Regions from separate parts of the Anas platyrhynchos genome. Here region 1 is linked to region 2. Evidence: chromatin contacts called from public Hi-C data. All regions are on one chromosome and are shown on one strand. The core of a region is the stretch at or near the end of the contact, and the rest is flanking DNA. Distances in the headings are between cores, read along the strand shown. Region 1 overlaps BCAR3 (BCAR3 adaptor protein, NSP family member). Region 2 holds the start of DR1 (down-regulator of transcription 1).

Region 1 (5,756 bases), core at 2,834-5,333, 79 kb after region 2:
ACAGTATCCATGGTATCCCTAGCCTACGTTTCCCGCAGCACATTTGCTACCATCTCAGCTTCCATGAAAGCTGAGATTTTATTGCAGTAACTTCTATTGTCACTTAAGCTAAGATCTTATTCTTCAGACATAACCCACACATTCTGTTAACGTGCAGAAGCATCTCCTGCTGGTGCTCCCTACCTTCCAGCATACGTTCTGCGGTCAAGCTGTACATTTCTGCGTTCTGTGCTATTTGTCGAGCTGTGATCAAGTGCTTGAGCATTATTTCACAGCTTTGGTCACTGCTTTCCCATAGGTCCATCCCTTCAAAAATGACAGCTTGTCGCTCCATTAAGGTAACAAGAGGCATCAAGAGTGGCACTGTTACGTTGTTCTGTGGAGAACTGATCATCTCTGGAATACAGAGTAACATACCATATCATCAGACATTGTAAAAGTGCTAACTGAAGAAGGTGGTATAATTGCAATATTCTTTTCAAAGTCAGAAACTGGTATTTGTCTCCTACTTTTCCTATTAGCACCTCACCTCAGATGCACCTGTCCTACAAGTTTCCAGTAAGTTGCTGGGGTTGGGGAAGATAGCCAGGATAAATTAAGTGTTGGAGAACTGTAATTGCTACAGGAGAAGGCTCTGCTGAAATATTGGTGGCACAGAGATTTTAAACGTGTTTAGCCACAACACAGGCTGTGGGAGCAGGAAGTATTCCTTCTCTAACCATTCTCGTAGCCACAGAAATGTTCAGAGAAATATTACCTCCCCCTTACACCCCTATGGAGACTAGGGCTGAAAAAAACCAAAACAAACAAACAAAAAGACTGATGCAGGAGCAGTTGATGTGATCAGAGGAATTATCTGACTAACCCATTCTTTGTATTTCAGAATTCATCTTCTGATCCTATAGGCAAAGCTTATAAAAAGCAAAAGCTGCCAGAAAAAACCTTTATCTTCCCTGTATAGGATGAGGGAGATTTTTGTCCCGTCTTTGAAGCAAGATGCTGCAGAGTCATTCCTCTCAGTTTCTGCTCTGCTGCATCTTCCACAGAGGTGGGCATGGGGTTGAGCAGACATGTTACATTCACACAATGCTACATTCTACATGGATGCAGGCATACAAGCACATGCTCTTGTGTGGCTGGCAGACTGTTTCCTTCTATTTCATTGTTTCATTCTATTTCATTAATCTACATTGTATAAGGTCATGTAGTCAATTTATGATACATGGTTATGAAACAGCAGTTGCCTCAGGTCCCTCCACCTGCAAGTGGTAGTGGGGAGAGGTAAAAATCTAAACAGAAAACAGTATCATTCTTGCTCACTCTTCCACTCACCTTGTCCTTCATGCAAAGCTTTGCTAAACGGCTTCAGCTGCTTTTCATACATAATGGCAGTCTGAGTATAATGATGTCTTAAAGAGGTCCAGGTTTGTTCTAACCTAGTGACCTGTTCAAATGAAATAGGAATATCCATTTTTTTACTTCAGTAATTCACAGAAGAAACACTGCTACTGTGTAAATTAGTTAAAATGAACCAACAAACAACTCCATGTTTTGGAACATAAAGTGAAAGCAGATTTTTACCTGTGGCATTTCCAGTGCTTTCATAATGGCAGAAAACGCATACAAATCCCCCAGCGAGTCCTTCAGCTCCACTGCGACTTGGATGATCCTGTTTAATGTTGCGGCTCTGTCTTCTAGATTTCCTGTGCAACCCAAGATATCCACAGCTATTCCTATTGCCATAGTATTATGCCTGCAAGTGAAACAATTTGTACTGCTAGTTATTAATTAGTAAAATAATAATACATTATGCTATACATTAATTCAGAGAAGATCAATTCAAAGGTTTATTTCAACATTTTGTACCTAGCAAACATTCTCATTTGCTCTTCTTAAAAATATCTTTGTACCAAGAGCAGCAGTGCCATTACACAGAATATATGTTTTTCCAAAATTATGTTCTAATACATTCTCCTAAGATACTAATTACTATTGTGCAGCCAGATCTCTTGTGGTACTCTGTTCAAGGAAGGTAAAACCTGGTTAATGGCCTGCCAGTGTTGTAGGATAGTAGTTGTGAAGTCCACTCAACAGTAAGCACAGATCATGACTGACTGCCTGAACTAGCCAAATGCGTTACTTTTAATTTCACTCCACACTTGAGTATGTCAAGCACACTTTATAGCATGCTAGCTGGCTGGCTATCCCTCACGTTTTGAACACAAAGTTCTGCTTTTTCAGTTCAGTCATGCGATGAATGACTGAACCCTGTAGAAAACAGCTCCACCCAGTTCCTGTTGTCCTCCACACAAATCTTGGGATCTTCCCCCTAAATTTCAGCAGCTGAACTACTGAAATCTGAATCAGAGAAACTAGATCAGGATAGAAGATGCTAATTATTACGCCTTAACTTGTGCAGAGGCTTTACAGAAAACTGCTGATCTCTGGTGGCTTTTTTTTTTGGATTGTTTTTGTGTTTTACTTTAAGGGCAGTTCTTCTGCCCTTTTCCCCAGTTGCAGAAGAATATTATCTTCATTCTATACCACAAACACATGCTCAGATAGAACATAGGTCCTCTGAACTTTACCTAAAATCCAAGTGCTTAAATGAGAGCTGAAGATGTTCAGTAAATCTAGGACCCTGCTTTCCATACCATTTGCCTTTCCCTATATTACCAGGATGGAGTTGCCCTATGATCTCAAGGAATTTATTTTTGCCAAAGAAGTGATAAAATATCTCACTAAATTATCTTCTGTACACATGAATTTAGAAAACCTTGCAAGAGTGCATTCTTTGAGGAGATGTTGAGTGCAAAGCAGCAATGCCTTCAACTTCATAGGCCCTGTGTAACAGGAACATTTACCTTTCAATTAGGTCCAGGCGCAGTTGGTGTCCGTAAGGCAGGGTAATCAGTTCAAGACCAGAGTTCACTCCCATAAGCCTCCTTATTTCTTCAGAAACTCCCAATATCCTTGCCACCTGACAAGTGCAAAAATTTGTGTTTTAGTTTTGAAACTTTTTTTAAAATAACAACAACAGAACTACCACAAACCTGCCCACAAAGAGGCACTCCAGGCTAGAGCAGGACACACACAGCTGAGTGTATAATGTTAGAATAGTCATCTAAGAACAACTTAATTAACTTACGGACAGTTGGTGCATCATATAAGAAGGCCTTTTTTCATCACAAAACTAAAAACGTGTGACCTAAATGCTGTAATTTATGTCTTTCACACCCAGTAAAAATTTTGTATGCAAGCTCCAGGAAATGTGGTGCTCTCTTGTCCTGATGCTTAATCAACATGGTACTGCTTTTTGGCCTTAAAGTACCTGCACATTACACAGTGTGCTTTGCTCTCGTCATTTCTAAAAATACAGCATTGCAGAGAATTGTTGAGTTCACACTAGAGGGTTCTCATAAGGATTAATCAGTAAAAGGACTTTTGGGAGGACACAACATTGAGTGCCTAATGAAGTCAGTATGGAAAGCTGCCACCCTCACCAATTTGTCCTTGCTTTCTAAACAGACAGCATTAGTTACTGGTTATATCTGTAACAATTAGATATGATAATTACAGGCAAAACTAAATTAATATAATGAGAGATTATCTGCTGGATTAAGGGCTGTACATCGACACATTTACAGACCTATCTGCCTGTTATTTCTGATACATCCATCACCAGGCTTTCTTGGTTATGAAAAGATGAAAGCAATCTGTCACAACAAGCCTTGCTGGTGCAAAATCTAGCACTGTTGAGAAACCTGTTTCTCTCCTAGAGAAGCAGGAGTGTGATACAAAGCCCTTGGATACACCCTGATTGCAACTACTTCACAAAGATCCCTCCTCAGGCATCCAGGTGGCAGACATTCACTGCATCACTAAATGAATGGGTGCTTCTTTCACAAATGAAATTTTCTATATACATATGATATATATATAATATATATATATAAATGCCATTATTGAAGAGGAAAACTGAGCTCCTGGTACCACAAGGAGGACTACAAATCTCAGCCTTATCACAGATCTCAGTACAAAGCATTCATTTTGGCCCAGTTCGCATGCCAATCTCATTGTATCATACTGCTCTTATCAGTGCAATAGTATGCAACAAGTCACCAGTGAATAAGTCACTGGCTCTCAGCTCCACGAGAAGACGACAAAATACAGACTTCTCTCTACCTGTCCCAGCTAGTTACTGTTCCTGCTCTAAAATACAAAAATCTGGATCTTTAAGACACTCCAGTGCCTCTTAACTAATTGTACAGGCTCCCACACTACCTACAGGCTAGTTTCCTTGGCCCCATTCCAAAGTTTACACATTTTAAAATAAGGAGATGGTTACTGGAGGAAGGCTGCAAACCCATAGGCTCCCCCTTCGTACATGAGCATCCTGGAGAGCTGCTGTCCTGCTCTAAGCTAACATGCCCCTACACCAAGTTTTTCTGAGTCACCATGTGTCTGAAGCCTCATGTAGCAGCAGCCAACGCTAAATGAGAATCAGATCCACAGCAATTGACAGGAGATTAACGAGATGTATGGAGCACTGAGAATTTGAGTCTAAAGTCAAAGCTGCTGGAAGGCACCTGTAATCCAAAGGACTTTTTGGCCTTGTTCTTCAAATGGAAAAACAAATCCTACCCTAAAAAATCCTGTAAGCAAGTCAACAAATTTATTACACGAGCTGCAAATCTACACATTAATCTTTTCAAATCAATGTTTGGAAAGTCTAAGCTCATACAATATAAAATATAATGAAAAAAATCTTTCTAAAATTACTTTTTTTTTTTCTTTTTTTACCTTGCAGTCCATCCTAAGAATATGCTGTGCAATAACCTTTGGATTGTTCTTGGTGAAAAGCTCCTTCACTCTTCTTAACATTGCTGTTTCCAATGGCTTGTTTTCAGGAGGAAGTAGTTTGGATTCAAAATCATTTGGTTTAAAACTAGACACTGTCTCAAAAAGAGGTGCAGAAAACATGCTGTTGTCTTCAGCCATCTCAGTTGAATCTTCTGAACAATCTGCAGAGTTCATTGTAGGGTCATCATCCAGGATCAGATAACTTGTTTCAGAGTTCCTGAATGAGTGTGTTCCCTTCTCCTTTCGTGCCAGATGCTCCACATAGCTGTTTTTCTGACACAAATGTTTTGTTGCTGGAGGATCTCTGGCAGGACTTAGTTCACAATAGTGTCCATCTGAACTGTGGGAAGCCACAGGAGAATCTGGGGCCTTTAGCAGGGATGCTTTGCTGGGTTTCGGTGGAGGCTTTGGACAGAGCTGACTGTCTGATCCTCTAAGAGCTTCCCCTACCTGTGTCTCAGAGGTGACTTTCTGAACACCTGTTGGGCTTAGAGAAGGTTCACTGCCTGTTCTAAATGCAGGAGAGCTTGGACAGGAGTCTGCATCTGCTTCAGGTAATTGAGAAGGATGTCTTGAACCTGCAGAAGAAAACAGAAAGAAAAAAGAAGTTACTATTTTTATGGTACAGTGACTTAGAAGGCCAAAACATATACAATTCCTGAGGAAATCGCCCGCTCATGTAAATTATTCACTGATTAAATGTATGTGAAATTGTATTTTGAGGAAAGAGCTAGCCAGCAAATTCCATTCAGTTGCTGATCCTCCCAAAATCCCAAATACACAGAACAGCTGCACTATAATGTTATTCTGTGGTAATGCTGACAATAACTCTAGTCCCTGCTGCATACATGGGCTATAATGTCAGAGCTGGAGAGCCTCCATGGCTTAGAATA
Region 2 (6,271 bases), core at 33-2,532:
TAGAAAATACCTGGACATAGTTCCTGGTGTTTAGGGCTGTCTGCAGGAAGGGGACAACAATTTCAGGTGCTGGCTACTACTGAGGAGCTTCAAGTGTCACCTGAAGCTTCCCTATCTTGCTGCAAAGCGCACTGTTCTGATCCTTTTCCAGTCAACAGTAAGAGAAAGTATCCACCTATTGTGGGCCCACAGGGATAACTTTGGAGGACTATGCAGGATACTTAAGTGTAAAGTGCTATCATCATGCTGTAGATGAACAGAATTAGGACCGTGAATAAGTACTTCTGGCTTTAACATTATTTTAAGAAAAAAAAATGTAATGACATTTTCATAAAACTACATGCAGCATTTTACACAGTTCTAAAACTTTATTCTTCCACTTTTCCTCTCCTTAGTTGAAAACTAAATGTTCAACTTACTATTTTGGTAAGGGTTCTTTAAAGATCTCATTTTTCTTTCTTGACAGCACACAGTAAAGATAATTCTTGCAGAAAACCCACCTTTTCGCCATCAGACCAACACCTTGTACACGCCGATGACAACTCTCAAATACGCAGATCCAAATGGAGATCTACCCATTGATATATTCTACAAAATGGTTTTTCATCATGACAAAATCTTCAGTGCAAGTCTTAACTTTATCAAATTGCTAAGGTGGAGAAGCAGAAAGAGCTTTGACCTAGGAAAACCCTCACAATAAGCACGAGATTGTGTAAACTGGAACATTGGTTGCAGTTACTATTTTGTTAAATGGCTTATGATTTGATGTAAGCTCCAAGATATTAACCTCAATGCATGTATCTTCAACTTTAGTTTGCCAGACCTTAAAATTAAAATCCTCTTAACTCTAGGTTTAGTCTGCTTTATAGAGATGTGTTTTCATGGAAACAAGCACTGACTGGTTCTCAAGTATTTAATATACGGAATATAATATATACATACAAAAAATAACCCGTGCTTCTTCACTGCTGACACTGTGCTGTGTGTGGGTCACTGCCTGCCTGTTCCTGCAGCAGCCCCGCAGCCGCAGCCCCGCGCTCGTTCCGGGCCCCTCCCCGGCGCCCCCCTGTCCGCGTCACGTGCCGCTCCCCTCAGCCCCCGGCCCGGCCCGGCCGCCCCACGTGACCCCGCCCCCCGCGGCGCCGCCGCTTCCGGCGCTGGGCGGGAAGGCCGGGAGGAGGCGGGAGGCGGAAGCGCGCTTCGGCTTCCGGCGGAAGCGCCGCCCCGCGCAGCCCGCAGTCAGAGCGTTTCCGCCTCGCGGCCGCCCTCAGCACCGGCCCGGCCGCCGCCGCCGGGGAGCGCAGCCGGGGGCGCGCAGCGCAGCGCAGCTCGGCCCGGCCCGGCCCTGCCCTGCCCAGCGGAGCGGGGCCCGCGTGGTGTTGCGGCCGCCCGCCCGCCGGCCGCTCCTGAGGCGGCGCCGCCGGCCCCCGAAGGATGTGGCGGAGGCGGCCGGGGCAGGCGCCGCGGCCGGAGGAGCGCTGAGCCCCGAGCCCCGCCGCGCCTCCCGGCCCGCCGCGCGCCGCTCGCCCAGCGCCGCCCCCGGCCCTTCCCCGCCCGCCGCCCCTCGCCGGGTCCCCCCGCGCTGGAGGCGAGGGGGAGCCCCTGAGCGCGGCAGCCAGCATGGCCTCCTCGTCGGGGAACGACGACGACCTGACCATCCCCCGGGCTGCCATCAACAAGATGATCAAGGAGACGCTGCCCAACGTCCGCGTGGCGAACGACGCCCGGGAGCTGGTGGTAAACTGCTGCACGGAGTTCATCCACCTCATCTCCTCCGAGGCCAACGAGATCTGCAACAAGTCCGAGAAGAAGACCATATCCCCCGAGCACGTCATACAAGGTGAGCCCCGGCGGCAGCCGGGCTTCGGGGCGCTCCTGGCCCCGCGCAGCTCTCTCCTCTGTGGCTTCTTGCATTGCGAGGGAAGGCTGGCTGTGTGGCTAGTGAGTGGTGAGCGTGCTTGGCATCAGCCCTTGTTTAGTGATTCAGAGGAGTCCGCGATTCTTTGGGAGAAGTCACTGCCTTCATAAACCTTTTTTGTAGCTGTGAAATAAGGTCTGCGTTTTGGAATGGCTGTGCAGGTTTATTTTACAGCAAGACCTGCACTTACTGAATGTTATTGGAGACTGACAAAAGAGACGCGATTGGATATGTGGGGTCCGGTTTCTAACCCAGAGCATTCCTGTCTGGACCTTACAAAGAGTAAAATATTTCCCCAGGGTTACCCACCAAGTATGATCATTTAATATTAATAATTCATATCTGATGGAGAGAGCACTTAAACGAGACATATTTCCTTGCATCTTTTTCAGCTGTTGCCTTCTATTTCCCATTGTTGAATTAAAATTTCCTCTTTGTGTCTTGTTTACTTTTTCTTTAATTTCTGCCCTAGTTAGGGAGTTTTCTTCCCTCATGGGTAAGTCTGCAGCAGGCATCTTTTGTCAGAAACCATTTGCTTTGTTTTTTAAGCGAAGATGGTTGAAGCCAGGGACTGCTGCAAACAAACTTGTAGCAATAATAGTGAAAGGGTGCTTCATTTCACTGCCTGGCTGAGCTGTAATCTGTAGTACTTGCAGTAGAGCTATTTCCAGGACTGTGAAGGTATCACGTCAGTCAAAAAAAAAAAAAGTTTCATTTTGTAATGGGCTGCTAGATTCCCTGTTTTAAAACAATCAGACAAAACAAAATTTGATTCCTATCAGCTTGCTTACCAGAAGTGTTTCAAGTACTTGACAAGGCTATGAACAGCAAAGAAGATATGGTGAGCTTTAATGTTAAATAAAAAGGATGTATACCTGGAAGCTTAGCAAAGCAGCTCTGTTACAGAAGCTCAGAGAGTGAAGAGTCAAGCAGGTGCCTGCACATGGAAATGTTCTTTGGGTGTGATGCTTCTCAATGCAGGGATAGTTTTTTCAAGTGATCCTTGAAAGTTTGGAGCTCAGTTCTTAACATGTGGGTAGAGGTAGTCTTTAAGGTTGAGCACAATAAAGAATTCCGGTATGGCAGTATTTTATGCTCAGTAAATGTGGTTCTTAGAAAACCTATTGCTGTCAGAGGATTATTGTTTTTTATTTATTTTGAAGACAAACTGAAATCAGAATGTCTATGTGTGTATCATCGGCAGGTGGTTTCCAACTGAGGATCTTGGTGAGCTTGTGTCTTTGTGTTATCTGACTTAGTAAAAGTTTGTTTCAGACTAGGTTTCTCCATTTTATTGAGATACTGCTGAAGAAAATTTCTTCCAGTACCTTCTTGTAGTGCTTCTGGAGGTGGGAGTTACTGTACCTGGACTTACTGCAGTCCTCACCTGTGGGGAGGTGTGTGTGCTGCTAGCTTGTGCCAGGTGCTGGTCAGTTAGCAGCTGGTACTTCTGTGAAGTATGAGGGTCTAGATTGTTAGGTGTGGAAACAGCAGAGATCTGTATATAGGGACAGCATTTCAGCACTTTTATTGATCTTCGTACATGCTAGGCACTTGCTCTTTTGACTGTCTTTTAGTGAAGCTTCATGACAGTGATGCTAACAAAGCCAGTAATTGAAATATGTTTGTGGTCATCAGGATGCCTCTGTCCTCTTAACTGTGTGAGCCAATTCCATTACAGGTGAAGTGAGGCTAATGGGTATCACATCGCAGCTAACTGGCTGCTGCCAAAAGGAGTCTCTTTGCACCCTCCCTGGAGCTGACTCCAGCAACCTCTGATCCGACTGCCCCTGTGGCTTTTGGAGGGGCTGGAGGCGGGACGGGAACCACGTTCTGTTGGGTGAGATCATGGATCTGGCTGTTCTGTAAACAAGCCGTTGCTGGGTGGTGAGCAGGAAGGGTATTTCACTGGGCAGGAGGAAGGGGAAAGAGACCCCTTTGCAGCTGGTGACACCCTGCTGCTGGGCAGTGTTAGAGGTAGTGTGAAACTGCAACTCCGTTGCTGTAATTACGGGTTTGGCAGCAGTGGTACTTAAACCACCCCTTCCTTTGCACTAGTGAAAGTGGCTGTGTGGCCACTGGCTGGGCTAGGGCTCTTCCCCCTGCCAGCAGCTTCTGATTCAGATGGAGGAAGTCCATGCCATGTTCCATTGTGTGGTAGTGCAAACACAGGGCTGGCACAGTGCCTACGAGCAGCACAGAGAAAGGAAAGCAGAGGCTCCTTGCATCCCTTGGGAGGTCTGACTCTGTAGATGGACTCAGGCTATGCCGGGCACTCGCTCCTAGTGATAAAATGTGCAGCTGCTTCCCTGCGGAGTGCCCAGAGGCATCAAGGCTGTGAGGCTGAAGCAGAGATGGTCTTTGTGCCTCTTACTGAAACTCACCGTTGGGGACTTCCACCCGGCACAGAAAACAGCTGCACTTGGTAGTTCAGAGAGTTATGATGCGGCAGATTTCTTTGTGAGAAACTGAAATTCCATTGAGTTCTGAAAATAATGTGTTAGATCGCTATTTTTATGGAGCTGATTACTTTGATTATTTTGTCTACGAGGCGCTGCGTTGCAGGAAGGTAGGCTCTTCTCTTCATGGACCATCAGTCTATTGACACCGTTCACTTCAGCATTTAATGAAAAAATCTGTTTTGGTTTGGAATTTCACATTGGAAGCTATTTTTCTTTTGAAAGGGGCATAAAGAGTAAGAATCTCAGGTATGAGTGACCTGATTGTATTGAAAACAAATGTAGAACTAATTATGCTTAACTCATTAATCAGATCTGCACATTCCTGCAATCTCTAAGAGTGGGAGGAAGCTGGAGAGTTGACAGTTGTGATTTGGTGTTTGTAAATGTTTCCTTCCCCTTCCCCCTTAAAGATGCTGCTTTAAATTTGGTGTGATGATTCTAACATCTGCAAGATACCAAATTTTCAGCAATCTGGCTAGACAGTCTTTAAGACTCTAGAAATAGAAAGATTCTAAATTTTGGTGGAATGGTAGCTTGGATAAAGTAGTAACTTATCGCACGTACAAGTACCACCTTGGTATAAGGCAGTGCTTGTTCGTGCCATGCATGTACTCCATAAAGCCATGATGTTTCAACAAGACAGGGATTTCTGAAGTTGTTTTGCTTCCGTTGGAGTTTTGAGGCAGCAGACCTCTGTTCTATAATGTTTCTTCATACCTTGACCATGTTGAACGATTGTACAATTTTATCATGGTTATATCACGTTTTCTTCTGGATCTTTTTCTTGTGTGTGATATTCAATGTGTAACTAAGTTCTCTCTGTTAGTTTTGCTGCTGTAAGTTCCATGTAAAGCTTCTATTAAAACCTGCATCTTGCTGGTCACTTCAGGTTGGGCTGTTGCTCATACTCTGCAGCAGACTGCCAAGCCTGATCACTGTGGATGATCTTTTCGTAAACATTTACGTATTTGCTGTGATAATTAATCTTGGTGGAGTTAGACTTGTAGGGTTCTTATACTAAAAAGAAAAATCATGATGAGTCTGAATGGTTTAACGTATATGCTATTTATGTATTAGAATTGAGTTCTTTGATATTTATGGGCTGCTTAGTTAACCAGTTCTGCACAACGAAACACATTTCCCTCCTCTCTGCTGAGGCTGTATTAAATAGTTTCTAGAAGGCTTTTGGTGATTCTCACAAACTGTGGACTAACTTTAAAAAGTGTTTCCAGCATCTGTGTGGGCTGAGGCTGACCTGGCATACTGCCTAATGTAATTTAATTATCTCTAAATCAGTTCATCTTTTAATTTTATTTTTCTTAAGAAATATACATATTATGTAAACTCATTTGCCAAATGCTTGCCAAGTCTCTTAAAAGAATGGTAGTTCTGCATGACCAGACAGCTGTGGTGCTGCCTGGCTGCAGACAACGTGCTAACCGCCTCTTCGGGCCCAGGTCGGAAGCCAGGAGCTTACCGAATGCCTTTGGTTATTGGTTAGGTGTGCGATACAATGGCGTGCCACCTGAGTTATGGGTAGGAAAAGATTGCTTACAAAATTCCTGTTAGAATGTAGTCTGAGTTAGTGTAAATAGGAGTTGGTTTAGAAAGTTATGTATGTTTGCTGCTGTGTTGTAGGTTAGTGTTATTTCTTGAATAGTGTGTGACAAGATTGAAATAAAGTAGGATAAATATTAAAAGAACTGACGTTCCATAAGAAACTCAGATTTGTATAAACATTGGGAGTGAACGAGGTATAATAAAATGGAGGCTTGTTTCAGATGTAATTGGTGTTTATGTAACATTTCTAGCATAGTCTGTAATAGGTTCCACTGGGGGGGGGTGTATGCGTGGAGGCATATGGCAATAAATGGTGAATCAAGAAGCAGTA

Evidence for each region. A called contact is a pair of places that touch in the nucleus more often than the background predicts.
Region 1: a Hi-C map of F5 follicle shows a contact between it and region 2, with 2.0 times the contacts expected there. The contact joins the enhancer-like site here to the promoter of DR1 in region 2. A contact is called at or near these places in 2 of 8 Hi-C or Micro-C datasets (F5 follicle and skeletal muscle).

What each region holds. Positions count from the first base shown.
Region 1 is chr8:8,575,423-8,581,178 of IASCAAS_PekinDuck_T2T, forward strand. It overlaps BCAR3 (BCAR3 adaptor protein, NSP family member), which reads right to left. Exons shown (of 12, transcript XM_005026553.6): 7 at 4,804-5,441; 8 at 2,865-2,980; 9 at 1,582-1,753; 10 at 1,333-1,444; 11 at 184-396. Among named protein-coding and RNA genes, the nearest start is that of FNBP1L, 56 kb to the left of the region's middle. Within about 2 kb of position 4,084, at least 5 of the 8 cell types and tissues checked have an H3K27ac peak or open chromatin away from gene starts, as enhancers often do. A contact at or near this core is called in F5 follicle, where this site is marked.
Region 2 is chr8:8,499,410-8,505,680 of IASCAAS_PekinDuck_T2T, forward strand. It overlaps DR1 (down-regulator of transcription 1), which reads left to right and starts at 1,283. Exons shown (of 3, transcript XM_005026565.6): 1 at 1,283-1,840. The coding sequence starts at 1,621. LOC101801995 (retinol dehydrogenase 8) reads left to right here. Exons shown (of 6, transcript XM_021276937.4): 6 at 467-850. The coding sequence ends at 700. It overlaps LOC113844270 (a long non-coding RNA gene), which reads right to left and starts at 629. Exons shown (of 4, transcript XR_003498710.3): 1 at 501-629.